Linked DNA regions of Gossypium arboreum: region 2 is linked to region 1. A link is a contact called in public Hi-C data. All regions are on one chromosome and are shown on one strand. The core of a region is the stretch at or near the end of the contact, and the rest is flanking DNA. Distances in the headings are between cores, read along the strand shown. Region 1 holds the start of LOC108483741. Region 2 holds the start of LOC108483550.

What was found. A called contact is a pair of places that touch in the nucleus more often than the background predicts.
Region 2: a Hi-C map of leaf shows a contact between it and region 1, with 2.7 times the contacts expected there. The contact joins the promoter of LOC108483550 here to the promoter of LOC108483741 in region 1. A contact is called at or near these places in 2 of 5 Hi-C or Micro-C datasets (both in leaf).

What each region holds. Positions count from the first base shown.
Region 1 is chr1:93,907,612-93,913,844 of ASM2569848v2, forward strand. It overlaps LOC108483741, which reads left to right and starts at 3,639. Exons shown (of 9, transcript XM_017787303.2): 1 at 3,639-3,902; 2 at 4,574-4,622; 3 at 4,713-4,775; 4 at 4,870-5,204; 5 at 5,782-5,994. The coding sequence starts at 4,586.
Region 2 is chr1:94,104,762-94,111,344 of ASM2569848v2, forward strand. It overlaps LOC108483550, which reads right to left and starts at 3,762. Exons shown (of 5, transcript XM_017787007.2): 1 at 2,622-3,762; 2 at 2,101-2,520; 3 at 1,210-1,947; 4 at 45-156. The coding sequence starts at 3,194.

The DNA of each region.
Region 1 (6,233 bases), core at 2,389-4,888:
AGGATGTTGTTTTTCTATTTGAAATAAACCACTACGACTCAACAAAGGTTCTACCTTCTCTTCTTATAAATAGATGACATCGGTAGAGCTATTAACACAACTTTGCGAGATTGTTATTCTATCAAAAATAGAGAGAATTTATTCTCAACTATTACATATATTTTTTCGGAATAATAATTCTATCGGTTTCTATCAAAAAGAGAAAATTTTTGTTTTTATCCCAAAAGGAGAGAAAACTTTTTCTAGTTTTGTGTTTCAATTCAATTGGTTTGAGCCCATACTTGAAGCAGTTCGTGGTGTGAGGATAGTTGAAAAGATCAATTGGTTGAAAGCTGGGAACAACGAACTTTCTTTAAGTAAAAAACACATGTATGAATTCGGTTAAGGTTTATTGCTATAAATATCACAAATCGAGTCAGTTTTCAAAATTTTAATTTTTCATTGTGCAAGAAACAATTTTCAAACTAGGATTTTTCCAACACTCTACTATGGCTATAGTGACCATAAGAATAACAGATGGTCGACATCCTTTCATATTCGATAATTTAAGAAAACCCATCAATCCTAATGCATGGCAAAAAATGGTTTGGTAAGATTAACAACCATTGTTAGGTGCGTAAATTTACCTCTTTTTGCAATATTTGTATTATAGTCAATTCGCATAATGTCACATAAAAGGTGATCCTTCTTGTAAGACCCTTCAAGAAATATTTGTAGGGGAGTCCAGACAATTGAACCCAAACAATAACTTTTGATAAATACTTTTTCTTCGTAGAAATATCTTTGCTCTATGGCTAGACCATTAAATAATGTCCATAGATCAACCATGGTCCTGTGGTCAACGCTTAATTATAGTCCTTCGCTAAGGTAAACTTGACTAGAAAGTATTCATTATACAAGTCAGTCAACTTGAATTCGCCCATTGGCTGTCATAGATTTTGAAGTTGACCCTGAGTGCTTTGAAGCTAATAGATTTTCCAAGAAACTGCACAATGATCGTGCTAGCCATGCTTTTGTGTATCATCTCATGGACTCGTTCTGAGAAGAAAATCTTCGAGACTAGCCCACCTCAAGAGACCATTACATCAGTCTCCTTTATCTCAAAGATGTCATTGAGCCCCAAAACCATCTCATTATCCTCTACCATATTCTCTAGCAACTTGCCTCAGAAGGAAATATATTGTTGTCTCCTATCAAGAACTTCGTAAGATTGAGCTTCCTTCCTTACTCTTGACCTTCTCAATCCGTCTATTGATCACTATTAATGGGGGAGACCTATGCCTGTTAAGGCTAGCTGCCAAGAGGGAACTCTCACCCATCTTTTTTTTAAATGAAAAATTATTTAAAAAACAAAGTATGCAACAGAATAAAATATACTGTGATAAAAACAATGAAAAAAGGCTTTGAATAAGCCAAATCAACAACTCTTAATTATTGTTAATTGAATCATTAACTATTCAAAAATTTTATAGTGTATTTTGAAAAAAATAACTTGGTTTGCTTAAATTTAATATATACGGATTTGAAGTTTATTTTTACACTAATATTTTATAATTAAATTTAAATATAAATATTTTTATATATAATTTATTTGAATTGAATTAAAATTACCTGTTCAAATATGATTTAACATGGATGGAATAAATATCTCAAAATTTGGAGAGACTTTATTACCATTCAATGAGTAAATAACACTTTTTTAATGGCTTTCTTATATCTTAATAAATTTTATTTTTAAAATGATTTCTCATGTTTGATTTTTAAAGAGTTTTTTTTTGGAAAATTTTAAAAGAAATAAATTTTAGGTTTTTTAAACATGAAACTTTTAAAACTTTTTTATCAGAATTTTGTGTTTTTAAAGAGTAATAACTAAATTGATTAAAACTATAAATGTTAAGAGTTAACTAAGTAATATTACTGTTTTATAATTGACATGTCAACAACACAACGCCAAATTGAACGGAGGATTGAGATTTTAAATTGAAAAATATAAAGATTCAATGTCTCAAAATTAAAGTGTAAAGACTAAGAGATAATTTATTTAAACATAATTTTTTAAAAATTGAATTTAGGTGTTGTCGATAAACTAAAAATTAATGAAAAACTAAGTATTAAATTAAGTTATAAGATTTGTTTGATAAATTACTCAAAATTAAGTATGGAATATAATTAGTATGCTTGATGAATGTAAATTTTAAAAATTTAAAGGTAAAATATTTAAAGGGTAATGTTAAAAGAAATAAAATAAAATAAAATAGAATGAAAAAAGAAATTCTACATTAAGTGATAAATAGCTTATTATCTGCTTTATCATTTTCCACACTTTTCGTTGAAATAATTCAATTATTTTTTATTATGGGTTGTTAAGTGTACTTAAAACTTTTTCAATTCCACACTTTTTCGTTAAAATAATTCTATTATCATTAATCTTTTCAACATTAAGGATATGTTTGGTTGGATGGAAAAGTGAATAAATGAAAGGAGTGAGTAGAAAAGTGAAAAGAAAATAAATTTTAAATGTATTTGGTAGGGAAAAAAGCGAGAGGAAAAAAATAAAAGAGATGATAATTTTCTATTTTAATGTATAAAACTAATATTCCAATTTGAAATAATGGGAAGAGAAAAAATGAATGAGATACGTATGTTAGTTTAAAATTATGTATTTTTCAAAAGTTTTGTTTTTTTCTTTTCATTTTCTAAATCTACCAAGTAATAATTTGAAGCCATATACATAATATATGAATACACTTGAATTTATACTTATAATGTGAGGAGGAACACATTACAAATTTTACATATTCACAATCTTAAATTAATATACAAGTTAATTTTTAAATGTATTCATGTAACACATTCGACCAAAATTTGAGTAAATTATATTTTTGGATTAATTCAAATATTTGTTAATAATAAAAATGATTGAAAATGTTAAAATACATAAATACTATCTTTTATTTAATAAGGGTAATTTTTGTAATGTATTATTACATTAGTGTTGAGTGTAGCAAAATAAGTTAATACAACTTTTACGGATTCATATCAAATGTTGTAAAGTAATTTTCCTATAATAAAGAAACACCAAAGGCGGTGTAAATATAAATAATTAATAATTTTTATTAAAATATTGGATTAAATTAAAATTATCCAACATGAAAATTTTGTTTTTGTTTATATATTTTTCAATGATGTATGTAATTTTAAATTCCAAAAAAGCATATAAACTTTTAGCATAGGTTAAATTTTAAAACAAATTTACGGAGTCAAAATTTTTCAACGCAAAATCGCATCGGTCTATTTTGCAATACCCAGAAAGACGGCTAAAAAGACAAAGATTAAAAAAAAAAAAGGGAAAATGACGGTTACAGCGTAGGAACGGCAGTATCTGAGCAGCGTAAATGTAAAAGCGTGTGGACCCCACGGAAATCGATGCGTTTCTTTACCGTCGATGAGCTTTCATGAAAGTCAACGGATCGACGGTCCACAGGCAGCCAATTGTGCCAAATAGGGCTAAATTGGTGAGAGGGGGAATCTCTTGGGTGGACCCAAAACTTCTTACGTGTCCTACGACTGACCTGACACAGATGGCGTTTCATTGCCACTTGTATTTTATATTCCAATTTTACCCTTAAAAAATGCCATATTTCCATGTTAGTCCCCCCGGGAATCAGCCGAAAAAAAAAATGAAAAACGTTCGTCGCTTTCACTCTCAGTATTTTTCTCCTTCACTAACACGCGCACTCAGAAAAAAAAAAACGTTTTGCTCACTAAGCTCACTCTCTCACTACAAGTGCTTCCCTTTCTCTCTATATAATTTGTTTTTGTTTTTGAGATCTCGAAATTATATAAAATGGCCGGTTATCCATTGTAGGGATCTCCTCATTTGATTCGTTGTTTGAGCCGAGGTACGGTTTGGCCTTCGAGAAAATAGAAGGAAAAAAAAAATGCTACGTTTCTGTTTTCTTTTTCTACTTTTGGTCGATTCTTTGTTTTGTATGGCATTTAGTATTCTAGTGTTGTTTCAGCCTTGAATTTCTTTTTCAAATTTTTTTTGTTTGATGAAAATGGGAAAAAAAGGAAGTGGTTTTAATTTGAGTGTTGATGTTTCTTAGTCGTTAATTTATCTATTTGAATGAACACAGTTTACGTGTAAGTGCTTGATTACGAGCTAGTTTTGGCCGTTAAAACTGAGTTCCTTTTTTCAAGTTTTACTATTAGCTAATGATTTCGTGTTGTTTATTATAAGTTGTATGTTAATGTATATATGGATAAATTTGTTATGTTAACGTTCTTGATGATACCTTTTAATCATGTTTACTTTGCGTTGGTTTTAACCTTTTTCTTTTTTTTTTCATGTTGGATTATCGTGATTGTTACCAGAAAATGAATCTTGAATTTGTTGGTGACAATTTAAGGACCTGGTAAAGGCTCCTTGACCGCCGTAATTGATAAAGGATATTTCTAATAAGGATACTTAATAGTTGTAATGACCCTTTAATTTTTATAGTGTAATGAATCATTATTGTGCTTTCTTGTGTTTTGCAAGAATCATAATGTCGCATTGTTTGTATTGCAGGACCTATCATTTATGGCTTTCGACCTCTGGGGGACATCATTCACTGAAGGTGCTTTATTTTTCTCAAATTAGCACATGCATGCAGTCTTATTTTGATCATTTTTTTTGTGTGGTTTGACTAACTGTCTGTAATCTGCAGAAGAAAACAGCCCTTTCATACAACCAGAATGGCCGTATGACTTTTACTTTGGTTATGGCATCGGTATAATAATGGTCCTATTTTATTTGTACTTCTGGTGGATATTTTCTTGTCTTTTTTAATTACCATAGTTATGCAATGTGTTCTTTTTCTACAGATATGATTGAAGAAAATGCCTTGAATGAGAAATCTTGTATTCAAGTGTTGAGGATATTGATTGCAAAAGCAGATACTGAAATCGATGAACTTGAAAAAGATTTGGTGTTGCTCCAAAGTGAATTGGTCTGGGCTGAACATGAAGAATGGCATGACATTTGCTGTAATGCTTTGAGAGCTAAGATCAACTGCCTTGATATCTCAATAAGGAAGTTGAGGAACAAGGATGAGAATGACATTGAGGTTTATTTATTGATGCATACCGAACCTGTTGAGAAGTTGCATGAAATAATGAAGGCTCTGCTCAAAAGTTTCTACAATGAGAAACATGAGCAGGTTTGACTTTTGAATATTTTTCATACTCTTTTACTAACTTGACATGAATTTTATTCAACCCAGAAATTTAAAGGGATAATACCAGAAGCATGTGACCTCACGTTGAGTTTTACAAATTGTGTCTCTTAACTCTGCAATTTCAACCAAATTTGTGTACTATATATGGTTTTTGTCTCTCGGTTTTACATTAGCTTGATGGGATGCTTCAATTTATTTCTGGTACATGCATTTTGTTGTGGTTGTTCTGAGTTTAGGTTTAGACGTTTAGTACTGTCTGGATGTCACAAAGTTGTAGTGATGTTAGATTTTTCTTCTAGGCTTTGTCATTCTGGATGGAAAGAGAATGGAGAGCCATAAATTGACTGAAATAGAGGTGGAATATTGATTAGTGTTTTATTTATTTGGAGAGCTTTTGCATGTAGAACTTGATAAGCATGGTCAACTCCTCTAGCTGTTGGCATATTGGTTTTGTTTTTGTAATTCGTGTACCTTCCTAGCATTTGTTTATTAAGTTTTCCTTCTTATATTTGCTTATTTTATGCATTATTTCATGAACTAAGACAATTTTCCTTTCAAGAATGAGCAATCTCAGGATGTTGTCCCAGATTCAAGGTCTGGTTCTCTAGAGCAGTCCGCTGCCCTGCATAAGAACCAAAAATTGAACTCATCAGATTCATGTTTCATTGCAAAGGAGGAAAACAATGGACCCAATGTTACTCCCAAAGAAAATTTTACTTCATCAAATCCATCTATGGAGCTTGAAGTGAAGAAGGCAAATAGTTCAGAAACAGTTAAGTTAGATGAAGCTTTATCCTTTTGTGCTTTAACATGTCCATGACCAAATATTCATCTACTCTACATATAAATACAAGTAGAGAAATCCAAATTTTGGGCTGTCATTGCAGGTATATTATTGCAGTACAGTCACTAAGGGCTGTATTAAGGGTAATTGTTATATTAATATGACAACTTGCCATATCTTCCTACTTTGCATCTTCCTTTGTGTCTCTTTGAATGTTTCACATTTGT
Region 2 (6,583 bases), core at 2,512-5,011, 200 kb after region 1:
CACACAGATGAGCATGCCTACTATAATCAGAGAGTTCAATATACCTTGCAACAAACTCGGTTGCTTGCCTCTTCCACTACTAGCCTGACGCTTACCCGACCTCCTTTTCCGCAGAACAGGCTTTGGAACTACTGGAGATTTCTTGACCTTATGACCCTGTTCAAATGGAATATTCATTTCGGTCAGATATCTACAAGAATCAAGAATATAAAATGCCAGAAGCTGCTTAGATAAGTGTACATGCACCAGAAGTAAGATCGAGGTGACTGAGGCACAATGACGGCAAATGATAAAAAATTGGAATTTCAACATGCATAACAAATTAATATAACATGATCAGTTGATTAAAATACTTATATTTCAATCTCATGACACCTACGATGCCAACATTTCCCATTGCAGTAGAAAACAGAGTCCCAAATTCTCAAAGAATTATAGAACATAAAAGGATGTTCACAGCAAAGACAACATAGACCTGTAAATTCTGACCTGAACTCCAAAAACTCGACCTGAACCTAAAAACAACCCAAAATAATGAATGACTTGCACCAAAACTGACCCAAATCAAAATTATTTGAAAATTTTAAAACTTGAATCAACCTGACCCAAGTTGACCAGGCCAACTGACATGCCACATCAGCAAGATGGTTGATTCAATATTTTATGCCTCAAACTTCAATCAAGAAAAAAGAAGCTGACCTGAAACCTAGTTAATTTTGCTCAAATTTTTATATGTACGTATATATGAACATAATCCTGGTAAACTGTGTCTTGTATATCTCTTACTCAAATTTAGCATCAAATCACTTTCGACATGTAATTTATATTAAGCAATTGAAGCAGCTGCTAAAAAGGTAGATCATTTGACCTTTGTATATACAATTCTTCAAACTCGTTGCATGAAAAAAGGAAGGAGGAATCAAAGAAGTAGAACAAAAAAGTCTCCATAAAGGTATATTTCAAGGAACAAAAAAACTGGGACACAAGCATAATCTTCTTACTTACACGAAAATAATGGTGTACAATGATAGCATAATACAACTAAGTGATTTACCTGAAGGACTATGACAAAATCTATTTACACAAAGAAATTTCAAAGTAATATCCATTGCCATAAGAATTCCTACTAGGCAAGTAATACACCAGAGAAACTGAAGAAATGTACTGTGATAACAAGATGATATAATTAAGACAAAATACTACTTTTACCTGAAAAACTCTAAGCAGTGCCGATCGTCTCTTCCTTTTTCTCAACCAATAAGCATGAACAGCTTCAACCACTTCTCCACTAGCCAGATCAAGACATAGATTGGTAGCAACATTGTCATCAGAGTGATCATCCGGAGTACGGAAATAGGCCTCCTTCTCGAAAGCATCAACCATAAGCTCAAAACAATCCTCTGAAAGATGCTCACAATGACCATTTCCAGAGAAAAACTCATTATTGAAATTCTTCAACCATTCCTCATCTTCCGTGTCCATGTCATAATTTGCAGTCCTCTTTGCCAAGGCTCTAGATACCTCATCCCCATCTAAAGTGATATAGAAATCTGGTCTTTTAAATGGTACAAAGGCTCTATCCTCGTACCCTGAAACTTCACAAACCCCTGGCACAGGGATCATCTTGGCAGTTGAAGAAGGTGCATTTCGCTCAGAACATTCCTTGTAAAGATCCTTGAAAATGACCCAGTCCTGCTGATTCACAAACTCAAGCTTCCAATTATCATCACCTGTCCAAATTATTGCATGAGTGAACCGGTTGCAAGAACTGGGCCTGATAGCTCTATCTGCCTTGTATGTATACTTAGTTGACCCATCTTTTCCTACAACAAGAAGCCATTCTCGAGAAGCAGAGAGCTCCAAAGCGACAATGGCTCCTTCTTCCCTGTAGCATCTGTCCGGTTCAGTGACTAATATATTGGCAGAGCACTGTAATGAATCTGCACCCTGCATTAAGTTCGAAATAGAAGAGCTAACATCAGCTAAGTTCGCTGAACTATTACAGACTGAACACCTAAGCTTGTTTCTAGAAACAACAGAAGAAAAAGGAATGCTTTTTCTCCTACTACTGCTCAAATCAGACATTGGAGCTCCACTAGCCTTATGTATGCCGAGAAGCCAAGGACTTCTAGCTCTCCTTCTCCGCATCGAACTCCTCCTCCTCTGGATAATGCGAGAAAGACCATGTTTATAGTGACCATTTCGACCTATTTCTTTTAGTTTGGAAGCGCGATCTGAAACACCTTTGCTCCCGAAATTATCAACCTTAACTACATTAGAACCACTCAAACGCTTGGAAAAATCTACAACAGAGGTTAGACATGACTTGTCTTCTTCACATGCACTAAATATTTCATCAGTATTTACAAGAACTAATTGCATACGCCTTGAACAAAGCAGCATTCCGCAATGCATATACATAAAACTATAGGGAACTGCAGAAAAATCCACATAAAACAGCGGAATGGACCCCCTATCCCCATAAAACTTGCATATTCCACTTCTATTTGCAGGAAGTCCCTGAAATGAATTTTTATAAAGAAAAACCAATAAATGAAATGCTTTATGTAATCCAGCTTCAGTACATACATGTTACTAAGAACTATATCTTAAGAACTTACCCGCAACAAATAAACACCATTAGAAGCGTAAACACTTAACAATGGCTGAGACATTAAAAAGGCAGTAAGTCCTGAGAACCTTACATTTGCCCTTTTAAGATAACCCAAAACCAACCACAAAAGGTTCGAAAACCAGCCATGATAACCTCCATTTCCGACAACAAAAGCGAACATTCTCGATTCTTTCACATCGTTGTTGGTCTTCTTAATGACCCGCCTTCTGTGAAACTTTTTCCCACACTTCTTCTGCTCCGAATTCAAAGAAAGTTGATTGTTTGGAACAACATTTCGTTTCCTTTTTCGGCTATAAACAATCCCAAACCTCCTATCATCATTGGCATCATCATTTACAGCTTCAGATTTCCTTTTCCTTGATTGTTTCTTTGGAATCTCTTCGTTGACTAATATTTTTGGATTCCCATTTACCTCGGCAGTGGCCTTATTTACTCCACTCTTGGGCTCTACTTCGACGGAATCAGGCCAGAGTCGCCGGCCGGAACGAAGAACCAGCGCCTCCGAGCTCTTCACCATCCTGAAAACCCTCGTGGTCCGCCTCATCCCCACCGAAGGCATCGCCTTTCGGTTCTTCTTCTTCCCCACCCCCAACTAGCGAGTTAGCTCAGCGAACTTCGCAAGGAGTCCACTCAGTCGATAAAGAACGGAACGCCGACTTGACTCAGTCGAAACAAGAACCCAAGAAACAACAGCAGAACGTTACAAAAAATAGAAAGTAACGAAACTCAACGGATAAAACTCCAGTTAAGAAGCGGATCGAGACCGAGTTATCAACAAATCTGATAACCTCTGACTCAGCTACAACAAAATAGTGAGTAAACAAAGAAAAAAAAGAAGGTGAGTAAAGATCAATCAACTCCAAATTTTCATAACCAAAAAAAAACAAAAATCTCTGTTCTTTACCAAGAGACAGAGAAAATGAAATTTTTTAAAAAATGGGTTTTTTTTTTCCTAGAAATTGAAGAGAGAAAATAAAATAGAGATTTAGAATTTCACGTAAATCATATTTTTGTAAAAAAAAGTGAAATCGAAAATGAAATGGGAAAGAAATAGTAGATGGCGGCTAGGGTTGTTGATGATATCATTTTAAAGAGGTCAATTTGTGATATTAGCACTTATGTTATATTAAGTTACGTATGTAGTCTTTATACTCTAATTTCATGGTTCTACTTTCTTTTTTAATTTTTATATTTCAGTCCTGAATTGATCCAAACTACAAGAGTTAAATATATTAGGTCAAAATACTTGGGAGGTCCCTGCATTATAGGGATTAGATCAAACTAGTCCTCTATTATTAAATAGATTAATTTAGTCTCTTTACTTTAAAAATAATCAAAGTAAATCCAAATTGTGAAGAAAAAAAAAAAAGTAAAATGCCTTGAAAATTGTTTTTTAATTTTAATTTTAATTTAATTGAAACAAAAGACTTCATATAAAAACCATAAATACTTTAAAATATTAATTTTGTTGAATAGTAAATGATATTTTTTAAATGATGTTATCTCTATTTTAATTTAGCATTATTTGATTCCTTTTAATAATACAAAATTAAATTGATCAATTTGATAGTAAAGGAACTAATTTGATTATATCATTATAATAAAGGGAGCTCTCAAGTACATTCACAATCAAATTTTATATTATACATAAATTATAAATTTTTAAAAATAAAAATATTAATGTAATGAGACAGATAACTACATGGGATTAAAAATTGTAAAATCCAAAAAAAAAAAAAACAACAAAATTAGAGCAGGTTAGGCAGAATATATGAATCAATAACAAATTTTGATTTTGAGAAACACCAAGGGGGTGAATTTATTAATTGGAAGGTGGTAGAGAATTTGCCGCGTAAGGGAAAGCGCTGATTTTTCTTTGTCAAATGGACGGCTCAGATTTTACGATGGATCCAATGTAAGTTTTAGCTTTCTCGTCTTTCTTCTTTAATCCTTTCCCGCCCTCGTTTTGTGTTTTATTAGGGGTAGTTTCATCGCATTGCAAGATTACGGTAAAATTATCGTAGAGACCCTGCATTACAAGTTATATTTTATTTTAGCCTTTTTATTTAGAAATTAGATCAATTAATGCTTGTTCGTTACGTTAAAAAGTAAATTAGTTATTTTGTTAAAATTTTATTCATTTCTATTGTTAAAAACTAGTTACTATATGCCAGTATAAGGTAAACATGGCACGCCATGTGTTCTTATCTAGTTATTTGGTCAACTATACTAATTTTAGTAGTCCAAATGGATGATTTTTTTTAATAAAATGATCAATTTACTTTTTGATCTAATGTATAAGGACTAATTTGTCCATTATTTAGTAGAAGAGAGAAAATATAATTTAACTCCTAATATAAGAAACTCTATGATATTTTTATTGATTATGAAATATCTAATTTAGTTTAATTATATACACTAAAGCAATTTAAGGTTATAATATATATATATATATCCATCTTTATATTACATTTTTTTTGACATATGACATTTTTACTTAGAAATATTTATTTATAATTTGGGTAAATTACAGTTTTACTTTTTGTCTTTTAATCTTTTAAGTTATTCCATATTTTTATAATTTTATGTAACTTTTAAATAAATTACCTTTAATTTTAAAATTTTATTTTATTGAATTAATTTTATGGCAATTTTAAGAATGTCATGTAAGGAGTATAAATTTAAAAATTCTTTAAAAATAAATAAATTAATAAAAAGTAAAATTTGGTCCGATTCATTATTGATGTGAAAAAATTATATTTTTAAAGTTTTTAATTTTTAAAATTTATATTGATCACGTGACTTATTAAAAATTGTTATATGTCACCAATAAATTGATTATTAGTGTCACATCAATATAAACTAATAATATCAGTGCAGAGATACCAGCTTAGATGACAAAATATAAGTTTAAATACCAACAAAGTCCCAAAAAAAATTTAAGAAATAAGTAAGTACTATTTAGAGGTAAACTAAATATTAACCCTTTAAAAATTACACCTGTGAGTTTAGCTACATGTCACGTGTACTCTTTTTTTTTCCCTAAAAGAACATTTAATAATTTTTAAAAAAAAATCAGTCGTTGAAAGTTAACGTAACTGATATTTGAAAATTTGGAGGTGTTGCTTATATAATATAAATAAATTATTCCAACCTCCATAAACCATATAAAATTTACCTCATATTAAACAATTTAAAATTACTCTTTAATTCCTTGCCTTTTAATTTTTTAAATTATTTATACCTTATGTTTTAAATTTTTACAACTTTTATATATTAAATATGAAATCAATTTTAAATAAATTATCTCTTTATTTTAAAATTTTAATTAATTGAATTAACTTTTAATTTTATAATATTAAATTTAATAATTATTAAATTATTAAGCTTAAAATATAGTTTTAAAAATCCATATTAATAACATTTCTCAAATTAAATTTATATTTTTAAATATAATAAGAGTTATTTGTATTCATTAATTAAAGCAAAGTAAAATAAATATAAAATTACAAAAAAAAGAATATTACATTCTTAACAATAAAACAAAATAATTTCATAATATGTAAGAAATTATTAATATTATTATTTCAATTATAATAAATTAATATTAATATTTTTAAACAATGCTTAAAACTATTCATAGCTCCTCAATGCAAACTCACGTCCTCCTGTATTAACAACAATACTCATGTTAATTGACTAATATTAATATTTAAACCATGAGATCTTTTATATTGTTTTAATAGTTTATATTTTCAAATTTAAATAATATTAATAAATTTATTCTAAATTAGTTAAATATTTTTAAAATATTTTATAATTACATTAGTTTTTCAATATATTAATTAAATTTTAAATAAATTTATTAACCCTGTACAAACTAGTAAATGATTTGAAAATTTTTCCTGCCGTAAATCCTTTGATATGGTAGTATAATATAATTACATA